2 separate regions of the Sparus aurata genome follow, and region 1 is linked to region 2. A link is a contact called in public Hi-C data. All regions are on one chromosome and are shown on one strand. Each heading gives the region's core, a stretch centred on a gene start, on an enhancer-like site or on the middle of the called end of the contact. The rest is flanking DNA. Distances are from core to core; before and after follow the strand shown.

Region 1 (5,499 bases), core at 1,332-3,831, 200 kb before region 2:
TTTGCTAAACACTGCATAAAGATATCAGACAGTCTTACCCGAGCTCTGAGTCCCAGGAGGAGCTGAGCTTTCTGATCCGCGTTCAGAAGATCAGGTACAATTTCTGAAACGGTGCTGATGAACTCCTCCACCATCCCGTAGTCCTGCACGTTCCCCCTCTGGACGACCTGCCACATGGCCGCCGACACCAGGCGCAGAGGAGGGATGAAGAGGCGAAGAGACGGCAGCAGCAGAGGAGAGTCTGGAAATTAATTCACAATATCAGCGTCTGACTGTGAATCATCAGTGGTTCAGTTTGAAGTGTGTTCCAAGTTAAGATGTACTGATGAATTATTGATTCTGGCCTATATTAAAAATCTTATGCATGAAAATGTAACAAATACATTTCATCACTGGTTATTCTTGACTTTGATTGAGATTTCTATATTACCTGTAAATATATATTGGTTCCAAATTATCCATCATCAGTCTCCGTAATTACTAATAATCAGTATCGGTATCAGCTGATCGACCCCTACAGTTTAACAATAAACTTTCTTTTCTGAAATAACATCAATGCACTTAAATAGTAAACTTCACTGGCAATGTAGTAATCATAAATTACCTAAAGCATCTTTTATAGAACATACATATGACAGCTTATGTCGATACGATACATCTGTGACAGGCCAGTATCAGCTGATAACATCGGCCAACTAGTTTATCAATTATTAATCAAATCAAATCAATTGTATTTATATAGCCCCAAATCACAATCACATTGCCTCAATGGGCTTTACAATCTGTACAGTGAACAACATCCTCTGTCCTTAGACCCTCGATTCAAGTGAGGAAAAACTTCACGTTGTTCAAATGTTCACATGTTGATGGATCTTATTAGGTAGTAAACACATTTATGCAGGGATATCTACCATTTAATCTGAGTATCCTCTAACTGTTGGGGTAATATTGCCATTTTGCTGCACTTTCCATCATATTTGCAAACAAAACCATCTCTAACAGTTTCTAATTAATTATAATAACATACAACTATCTGACAGAGAAGGATGCTCAGGTCTTTGGGGTCAATGCTGGGTCAATGGCCCTTGTTGGGTCAGTGGTCCCTGGTGACTCTTGTGGCCCCTGGTGGGTCAGTAGCCCCTGGTGGGTCAGTAGCCCCTGGTGGGTCAGTAGTCTCTGGTGGGTCAGTAGCCCCTGGTGGGTCAGTGGTCTCTGGTGGGTCAGTAGCCCCTGGTGGGTCAGTGGTCTCTGGTGGGTCAGTAGCCCCTGGTGGGTCAGTAGTCTCTGGTGGGTCAGTAGCCCCTGGTGGGTCAGTGGTCTCTGCTGGGTCAGTGGTCTCTGGTGACTCTTGTGGCCCCTGGTGGGTCAGTAGTCTCTGGTGGGTCAGTAGCCCCTGGTGGGTCAGTAGTCTCTGGTGGGTCAGTAGCCCCTGGTGGGTCAGTAGTCTCTGGTGGGTCAGTGGTCTCTGGTGGGTCAGTAGCCCCTGGTGGGTCAGTGGTCTCTGGTGGGTCAGTAGCCCCTGGTGGGTCAGTGGTCTCTGCTGGGTCAGTGGCCCCTGGTGGGTCAGTGGTCTCTGCTGGGTCAGTGGTCCAGCTACCATCCACCTCTCCCAACCTGGCTCTGGTTGCCTTCATGGTCTCGTAACTGTGTCGTAATTACGACTTACCCAATAGAGTGGTAAACATGGCTGCGGTAGTCGTGACTTTCTGAGCTGTGTCTAAGTTCTTGAAAAATAGTCGTTTTGGGAGGACATTACTTTCATCTTCGGCATTTTTATGTAGGAAATTGATTTACTGTGTGCTTCTATGATAACCCTTCACTCGGACGTCAAGGTTAGTTGTCCTGTATCTTTGTTTTTAGCCACTTGCTATGTTAGCCGTTTCAGTTGAAGCCCGTGAAGGCAGCATCTGTCAACCGCCACATATCTCGTCATCAGCTGCTAATCAGCGCTAATGCCGACAGTTAGCTAGCTAACGCTATCTGAACCTTTAAATCAATTATTTCATGATAAAATGTAAGGACGGGTGAGCTAACTTGCTAGCTAGCTTAGCTGCCGTGAAGCTCCTTCAGATAACCACCGTACACATCAGCCCGCTGTAACGTAGCACAAAGCCACCGCCATCTCAGAGCGGGGTACGCCATGTTCAAAATCGTGCGCACACAATCCAAAAGCTAACCCCATAACTCTCGATGGGTGCGGCTTGTTTCAGTTCTTGTTGGCTTACCGTTTTCGGTGCGATGTGGGCTCTCCATTTTGCCTCGGAGGATATCCAGATAGGCGAGCAAATGAACTCGGGGTTGTTGTGAGTCGACGTCCGCCCGACCCTGCGGTGCAAGTTGGCGGGGAGGAAGGGCGGCTCGATATTCTGTCCGTTTCAGTGCGCAGGCGTAGAGAATAAAGTGTTTATCTGGCTTCACTCAGCAGCAGCGATCTGTTGGAGGTACACGTCTGGCTCGTACGGCCTGTTAGGGCATATCCTAATAATTTAAGTGAACAAAACTAGCAGAATAGTTTGATAATTTGGCCAACTTCAGGATTTCCTGTCAAGGGAACATATTCTTCTTCTTCGCCTGGTAGTTTTCAGGCCTCCATGAAGCTCGTCTGGTCATTACTGCCCCCTGGAGGCTGTTTGAGGAACTGAACCCAAACGCAATATATTATTGTCACACATTTTCCAAAGATTTTGCATTATTTTATGAACATATAATATTTGGATTCTTTAACTTTGATAAAATATTTGAAGAAAAGGCACATCATTAATCATTTGTCATTAATCTGTCGATGATCCTGGCAGAATTCTATATACATAAATGCAAGTTTTATAGCGAAAAGACCCAGTTTTTTACTGTATTTTACAATTTTTTTAAAGATCGTGTGAAGATAATTCAGAGATTTGATTCAAAGCACATAATAAATCTTTGAAACTGGTTGTTGAAACCATGTTTGAAGACTTCTGACTATATATTGCCGAATTGTGGAGTTAGACAGTTAATTGTTTTATCACCATTTTTGTGTTTAGGATGTTTTTGGGCAGGCCTAAACTCAGGGCTCGATGACACACCGGAGCATTAATCAGCATCACCCCTGCCCTTACACTGAAGCCTTGTAAAAACAAGGAGTCTTATTAGCATAATCAGCTCTAAAATCGATAATAACTGTTTAATTTTGTCACAACGAGCAGGCCATAAGAACCGTGTTGCATGTAAAGTATTTAATTTATGAATTGTACATTTTTTCATTTTTTTTTTACATGTCCCTCACATGTCCGCATTTATGGTTGCCTCCCTGGCTTCTTGTTATTTACTTGATTGTATGAATTTTGCTCTATGGTTTTTTTTTAGTTGTCTAATTGTTTGACATGTGTCATTCGTTCAATAAAGAATATGACAACTATTGTATTCCCTTTTTCCTTTAGTCTTCTTTTTGTCAAGCAAAACTATTAAATAAGCCATGAAGTGAAAATTGAACCTTGAGTCTATGGAATCAGTGATTATTGTCATTTGTGAGACCCCTCATAGGAGATATTATCGGCTTTATTACCGCTGCAGCTTACAACTATTTGCCTTATTTACTAAACTTCTCCTAAATAAATGTCAATAATTGTGCTGTAAAATGTCAAACAAGTATGAAAAGTCACCCTCACATGTCTCCACACTCCAGCTGACATATTGAAACTGTTGTATTATGGTTCAAAACCCAAAGATATTCAGTTTGATATCTAATATCAAAGAGATCAGAAATTATTCACACTGGAGGAGCTGAGAAAAATGATTTTATGGGGGGTAATTTTTGCTTAATTACACTAAAGACTATAGCTATCTAAGCCGTAGATTATAAGGGATGCTGGTTGTGTTCGGTGCAGTTTGTTCCTGTGGAGAATCCCCCCCTGAAAAAACAGGAACCCCAGCCAAACTGAGCTCCAGACTTTTTATGAGCCTGTATTTCTTTATCAGTCTGACTGCAGACAGTCCGTTGGCTTTGTGAGGGAGCTGTCACGACTTTAAGTACCTTGAATCATTTCCCCGGTCGCAGTAAAGGGATCGATAAAACACCCCGCTGCTGGGCCGCGGCCAGATCTGTCACATTTTCATCCAGCGGACGATGCAGCGTCCTTGTGAAGAAGAATTATTTCCAGCACCAGCACATAAAAATAAAACAAAGTTGTTTATATAATGTTAGAAAACAAATAATCAGAGTTTAGACCTTCAGAATGATTCAGTGTTTAGTAACTATCGGCTGTCACACCGGTCATATCGCCACTGTGGATATAAACTTCTACTTCCACGGACACGTCTGGTGATGTTCTCTCATTTTCTTGTCAACTTTTCTTTTGAAAAGACCAAAAACAATAGTTACTGAGCCTTACAAGGAAGTATAACCACCTGAGAGAGCTTACAGCCACATTCCACAGTGGAATCTGTTCCATCGTTGGCCAAAAATGACTATAAGCACATCGATGAACCTCGCTGTTGGAGGGACTGATTACCATAAACACATCCACTGAAGTTCATTGTGAGTCTGACCTTGAAATCTTAAAAATAGGAAGGATTTTGAAAGCAAAACTCTGAAAAATTGGGTTCCAGATACTTTGTTTCCTGTGTGAATTTTAAAGAACGTAATTTTATATTAAATACTTTTCAAGAAAGAATGCAGAATAATTAACCTTTTGTGTGAATCACTGGCATAAACGTAAATCCATAAGTTTTATTCATCGATTCAGTCATTGTCTTGCCTTCAGAGCCTGCTGGTCAGCCTCTCGATGGTGACTGAAGCTGGCTGGGAAAAGAAACATTTGACACCGCAGATTCTACAAAATGCATCCCCCTCTTCTTTGAAACATTACATGAGCAGGAATCTTTCTTTTGAGGAGGACGAGGCGCGACAGCACAGGACGCCAGAGTGCAAGACAAAGCTTGTGATGACAGGAAGAGGAAAAGAAGGGATGAAACTCTGTCAGAAATTGGGAGAAATGCAGGAGAATTGATACCACAAAAGGAAACCAGAGAGGTTGATCAGAGGGTCGAGTCTTAGACACGTATTTAAAAAGTTTTAGAGTTGGACTAAGACCATTGTTTTTGGTCTTTACATAGAATTTGTTGAATATTTTTAGCCATATCCTTCAAGATCAGCTGCTTGGGAAAAAGCATAATGTTGGTTAAGTCTTTGAATTTCCATTAAGAACCATCCTCGATTTTAAAGGTGCTCATTGTAAGAAAATAACAAAAAAAACTGTCCAATAATCCCAAAGTGTCGTTATTTAACGAGCCAGGAACAAGACGCAAAAATCCACTTTTCTTACAAACAGCACCGTTAAAAGGAAGTTTAGACTCCAGTGTCTTGGCTTTGCTTTTTAATACATGTTTGTATTCTGTTTTATGCTAACAGTTAGCCTTTATGCTACCTTTGCCTCCTCTGCTTTTTCTGGAAAATAAAACTTTAAGTTTAAAATATCTGTTCAACCTTTTTTTTAAATGACATATAAAATGATATATTCCAGA
Region 2 (5,689 bases), core at 400-2,899:
AACAGTACTACAATGAAACACACTCACACACACACACGTTGAAGAGTGCGGGCGGATCATGCCTGACTTCACGTGCTGATCCGGGTTCTTTTGTCGTAAACAGGCCGGTAAGCTGTTCAGGCTGACACCCAGAGGGAGGAGGAGGAGGAGGGAGTCACAGCTGGGGTAAAGAAGGGTCAGCCTGTGTTATGATGTCATGTAACTGCTGCACGGCATTCACGTTTTTGTAATAATTCGAACAGCCAGGATAAAACTAATCTGATCATTATTAACTGTAATTAACAACAAGCATATTAGCATAATATAGGTCAAAACAGCCACGAAGAGGGAGAGAAGCTCCTCTAACCCAGACTCCCTTATAAAATCGCTCAATTTTGTGAATTGTTGAGTTAGGAGGAACTTTATAAACCTTTTGAAGCGCCGTGTCTGATATATTCTTAACTATTTGGACCTTCTTGTAAATTCGGCATATGTTATATCCTCGTTTTAGCACCACTAGTTACTATTTACACGCTGACAAAGACACTGTTTTTGCACTAAAATATTCCCATACCCCTAATTCATTTGGAGTAGTGTACTTTTAGTAAACCTCCCCAAAAACACCACCGTGCCGTTCACCTCTGCGAACTCTGTCTTCTCCGATATAACATGTATCGACAGAACTTTTATGAATTAGCATGCTAACACACTGAAGCAGCTCGTTCTACCATAAGAGGTCACAATTCAGTAACATCGTCACAAGTGTGTTAACGGAGCCACGCTAGCTGCCTGCTGTCTGTGAGGGCAGGAGAGAAGCACGCTGCAGAAACGTGACCACGCCGGGAAACGCTCTGGACCAATCGGTGAGCTCCAAGCTGTGTGCGTCCGTGGTGGGCGGTGCCAGTTGTGTAGGTGCGGTGAAGAGGGTGAGCAGCTATTCGTGGACGTTGAGGAAAATTTTCTGATACAGACAACCAAAATATCGGCTCGGCAGCGGGAAAGACGGCACACACGGAACCGAAGAGAATTCTAAACAGCTAAGTGTTGTTTTAGGTGACTTTAGGACGACGAGTTTGACGGAATCGCAGTCAGAAATTGTATTTACATAACCAGCTTTCTTGGTACTCACGGCAACCGGACTCGCGCCGTGACCTGTGGCCGTTAGCAGCACCAACTGCTTCAAAATACAGAGCAATTCACCGCTGTCATCTGATTCTACTTAAATAACATCGTTTGAGCACAGTTTTGCTAAACAACGCGTTTATTTAACGATTTAAACGTATTTCTCGGTGTTCGCGAAAACAAGTTATACAACAAGACAGGCTCGTGTCAGGTCCTAGCGCCCGCCGTGTTTGTGCCCGTCACATTTACGGGGAGCGCGCGCTGTCTTGTCTCGTGCCCAAATGGTTCAGCAGCCATCGGTTTCTAAATTCTTCGACATTATGGAAAAGGTCTTGTTAGAGCAAGGTTAATCACACATCTGGACCGCAACAACTGTATGCTGACAAGAGCATACGTGCGCTTTTTCTTCGATTTCTCAGTGGACTCGATTCTGCTGCTTCTGTCTGGGATTTTCTATTTTTGTTTTTTATTTTTAAACACTCAACACCACCAAGAGAGGAAGCGACCATCAAAAGACTGCTAATAATTCAAAAAGGAATAAAAGGACTCGTCCAGTTGAGTAATGGTCATTAATACGATCCACTGGTTCAGGAAGGGCTTGCGGCTCCACGACAACCCGTCGCTCAAGGAATCTCTGCTGGGAGCGGATACTGTCCGCTGCGTCTACATCCTCGACCCCTGGTTCGCGGGCTCTTCCAACGTCGGGATCAACAGGTGGAGGTGAGCAGTGCAGCCACTTGCAGAACACCATCACACACCTGACTCCTCTCTGGGATTGCTGTGATTTGTTTTTATAAGATTCTGTGACAAGTGCATGCAGCAGTTTTATATTTGACAGCATTTTCTTTGTGCTGATGAGCTCAAATGATTAGCAGACACATCAACTAGGCAGTTGGCAGGTAATGTTTGTGCAACTATTGATGGGGAGTTATTGATTAGGTCACTTTAGATGTATAAATGCCATTGCAGAGTTTTTGTGACAATCTTTTTGTGGATTTGCATCAATTACATGATGTCAGTTGGGCACTGCAAAAATACAATATAATCACTTTTAATGTTTTTGTATTGTTGGACAGACAAATTAATAATGGATTAGTCAATAAAAGTAACCAACAGATTTTTACCATAGATATATTATAGATATATTGACATATGTATTTATAAATGCACAATTTCTGCAACGACCTTAGAAAATCTGGTCATTAAACACTTGATGATATAGGTGGTATATTGGTGATATAGATAAGAATTGATGTGGATGTTTTTAATGGTTGAACATTACATTTTATCATCCAAATTGACACAATTTCACAGAAACAAAAACTTCACTATGACTCAAAGGTTAGAAATTACCCAAGGCATCTTTTCTTTCCTTATGTAATGTGAAAAAGAAACCAAAAGTTTAAATAGGACAACATATACAGCGGCACCGATCCGTGCTGTATCTGTGATAGGCAGATATATTGGTCGGTGTTTGTTGGTCTTTTTAATGCAGTATATTTGAACTGTCATATTGTAACTGTGATGATGTTGGTGCAGATGTATTTAAGGGCGCTGACCATTGTCGAGTGTTGGGGATTGGTTGTTGCGGTGTGTCCCACACTGTCGGCAGTCGTCCCTTGTCGGCAGCTTTTTCGGCTGGTTGAGCGTGTTGAATCACCGACACAGCTCGAAATCATTCAGCCTGGTTGTTCAGTCAGTTGAATCAGTTCGCGAGAAGAGAAACAGAAGGAAAGCCTGTCGCTGTAGCATCCATCGTTTCACCAAGACATATTTTTTATGAGAACGCACCAGGCGGCCTTCGTTGCCATTAGATGTGGTTGGTCTGGATTGGCATTGTAAAGCTGTTTTGAAGTGTCTGCAGTAACTTAAATATTTAAGCCCACTTGTAAAATATAGAAAGCATGTAACAAATATCTGGCACAGCTTTGTCAAACTGGTTTGCTCCTGCTTTTATCTTTACAGCAGGTGTATGCATAAGATGTTTTCCGCCACACTGTAGGTTTTGCTTGTTATGTCATAAGAGAGAAAAGGTACTTGGTAGCTGAACAAACTATTTTGATGATTGATTAAGGAGTTTCAGTAATTTTTCAAGCAAAAGTATAAAACGTTGTATCCCTATAGGTATTAACTTCATCTTTCAACACGACAGAAATCTCAACAGTGAATCATAGAATAATATTAAACTGATTAGATTTTTATATTTATCATAATATGTAATGAAGTTTGCTGAAATCTGGGTCAATCACACAATTGTGTCCTCTTTTACATAATGAAATTTTGTGGGAATAAAAACTGCAATCTCCACCCAGCAATCATCCAAAAAACAAACATCAATTATACCTTCAGATGCATAATTAAATGAGGCACAGTAAATATCAGGGGCTGAGATCAGACATTTATAATATTACTTGTTCCTTTTCCTCCTCAGAAGGTAAGTCAGATCTCAAATTGATAAACAGTATTTTGGTGTGTTAATCCTCACTTTCCTGCGAGACTGTAATTATTTCCAAAATGGATTGCGGTCTTAATGCTCTGTGCACAGCCTTATTACGGCATCAGTACCCAAACTCGGTCATATTAAAGCGCCACGGGTCATTGCGGCGTAGACCGAAAATCTCGAAATGTGTCAGTAGATTATGGCATTGTGAAAGACAGTCACATCATTTCTTCCACAAGGAACGGCACTTGGCAGATGTAGATCTTTCCGAAATCTGAAGCCACTGAGATGGAAATGAGGAAATATCTGCGTCTCCAGGCTCAATAAGTCTTCCGCATGTACCCGAGCTGAGACTAATGAATTATCAAGCGTGGTTTTAATCTCTTTGCATTGATTCTATGTAGTGAAAGCTTGTCTGTTCCTTCAGTCTGCACTGCCTGGAGAGACAATGAAAGGTGGATTATGTCTGTTCGTCTTGATGTATGACCTGAGTTTGACCTGTTTTTATCCTCACAGTTCATCGTTGGCGAGGCATTGCAGCATTTAATTCTTGCATTTTACATAACTGACATTTTCTGAGCAGACAGTAAGCCTGTGTGTGCGCACGTGCTTGCATGAATGCAAGATAGGACAACCTGTTTGAGTCTGGTGACACAATTAAGTATGTGCAGCTTTACAGGCTCATGTGACAAGAGATAAGAGCGAGGACGGGTTGAGTTAGCAAGAGTTTGCCAACCTCTAACCCACTGGCTCTGTCCTCCTCATTTCCCAACCTTCCACCTTGTAAACCGCCTTGAATAAACTTCAGTGTTAAGTGGGAAGTTTTTTCAGTCAAAACAAACAGTGAGCATCGTTTTTAACAAACTTGACAACCCTGTGCCGTTAGCCTGCAGTCAGCTAACGGCTCCTGTGTGGAAACTGGCACTTGAAACAGTCTGCACATGCAGCTGCTGAGTGAAAGAGCTCCTGAGATTTTCAGCACAGTCGGCGTCTCGCTCGATGTTTTTGTTTCCTCTCCTGCTGCGCTGCTCTGGTTTGCATTGCGGTCCCATGCCGTCACTGGGAGAGTAGGGCAGCGGCAGCAGAAAAGGCGCGCCTGTTCTGGAGCATCCATGTTATGCTTCATGGTTATGCAACGGCAGCATGGGATGACGCAGAGCTCACATGCAGAGCACTCAGTACGCCCTGATTCATTTCCTTTATTTCATTTTCATGCACGTATCAGGAAAGATATTAATAAAACCCTTTATCTGTGAAAGCAGTGGGAGTGCAACAGAGAGAAAAACATTGGAGGATCAAAATCTTAATGTAGAGTCGGGAGACTGTGTTTGTGTAGATGATTTGCTGTTGCAGATTCTCTTCAATTCAAGGGGTTTTACTGGTATTCAAAACAGATGTTAACATTTCAAAAGTAAGAGTGTAGCATCCAAAGTTAACTACTTTGTCCGACAGTCAATGGGTATTGACTGTTCAAAAAAAAAATCAGCCACTCAATAGATTACCATTGCTTTTTTTTGTTTTTGTTTTTTTTTGGCCAATGAGTAAAACAAATCTACCATCAACTTGCATATTTTACCATTTGGCTGGTGCTAAATGTGTGCCCTGCAATAAAGTTTGCAGAAAAACTTCAACTAAGCTCCATTTTTGATGAACTAGAGTACACTAGGTTGTAGGGTTGCAGTGTTGCATTGGTTTACCATTTTTATGATGAACCGTGGTATGAAAAATGATTATCAAACGGTGTGCATTTGCTTTTTTACAGTATTTAATTCTACGGCATTTGTGTTGTTTAAGAAACATCATATCATGTTTATATCAAGTTTCATGTCTGTCAGGACATTTTGTATGCTACAGTCTGCGTTACATAAAGCAAGAAAAACGTCTATTATGCTGATGCCACGGGAACATTTTAATGAAGGCTTTCAAAATCTCTTTATATCCTGCACCCTCTGTAATCACGTGTACCTGCGCTAACAGCGAGCTCCGTTATCATTTTAATTGCTTGTGTAGAAGTGAGACGAGTCCTGTCATTACCATCTATGGGGGATAATCCTGGAAGAGAGACTGACGCGGGTCAATGCCAGATGACATAATCGCAGTAACTTTCCCTGCCCCCCAACATCTCCCCGCGTGGCGTAAGTAGGTCAG

The links. A called contact is a pair of places that touch in the nucleus more often than the background predicts.
Region 1: a Hi-C map of an unstated tissue shows a contact between it and region 2, with 5 times the contacts expected there. The contact joins the promoter of LOC115595508 here to the promoter of cry1a in region 2. A contact is called at or near these places in 2 of 2 Hi-C or Micro-C datasets (skeletal muscle and an unstated tissue).

The regions. Positions count from the first base shown.
Region 1 is chr14:20,251,373-20,256,871 of fSpaAur1.1, reverse strand. LOC115595508 (PR domain zinc finger protein 5-like) reads right to left here and starts at 2,581. Exons shown (of 7, transcript XM_030440090.1): 1 at 2,226-2,581; 2 at 39-241. The coding sequence starts at 2,253.
Region 2 is chr14:20,051,227-20,056,915 of fSpaAur1.1, reverse strand. cry1a (cryptochrome circadian regulator 1a) reads left to right here and starts at 1,649. Exons shown (of 14, transcript XM_030440701.1): 1 at 1,649-1,821. The coding sequence starts at 1,664.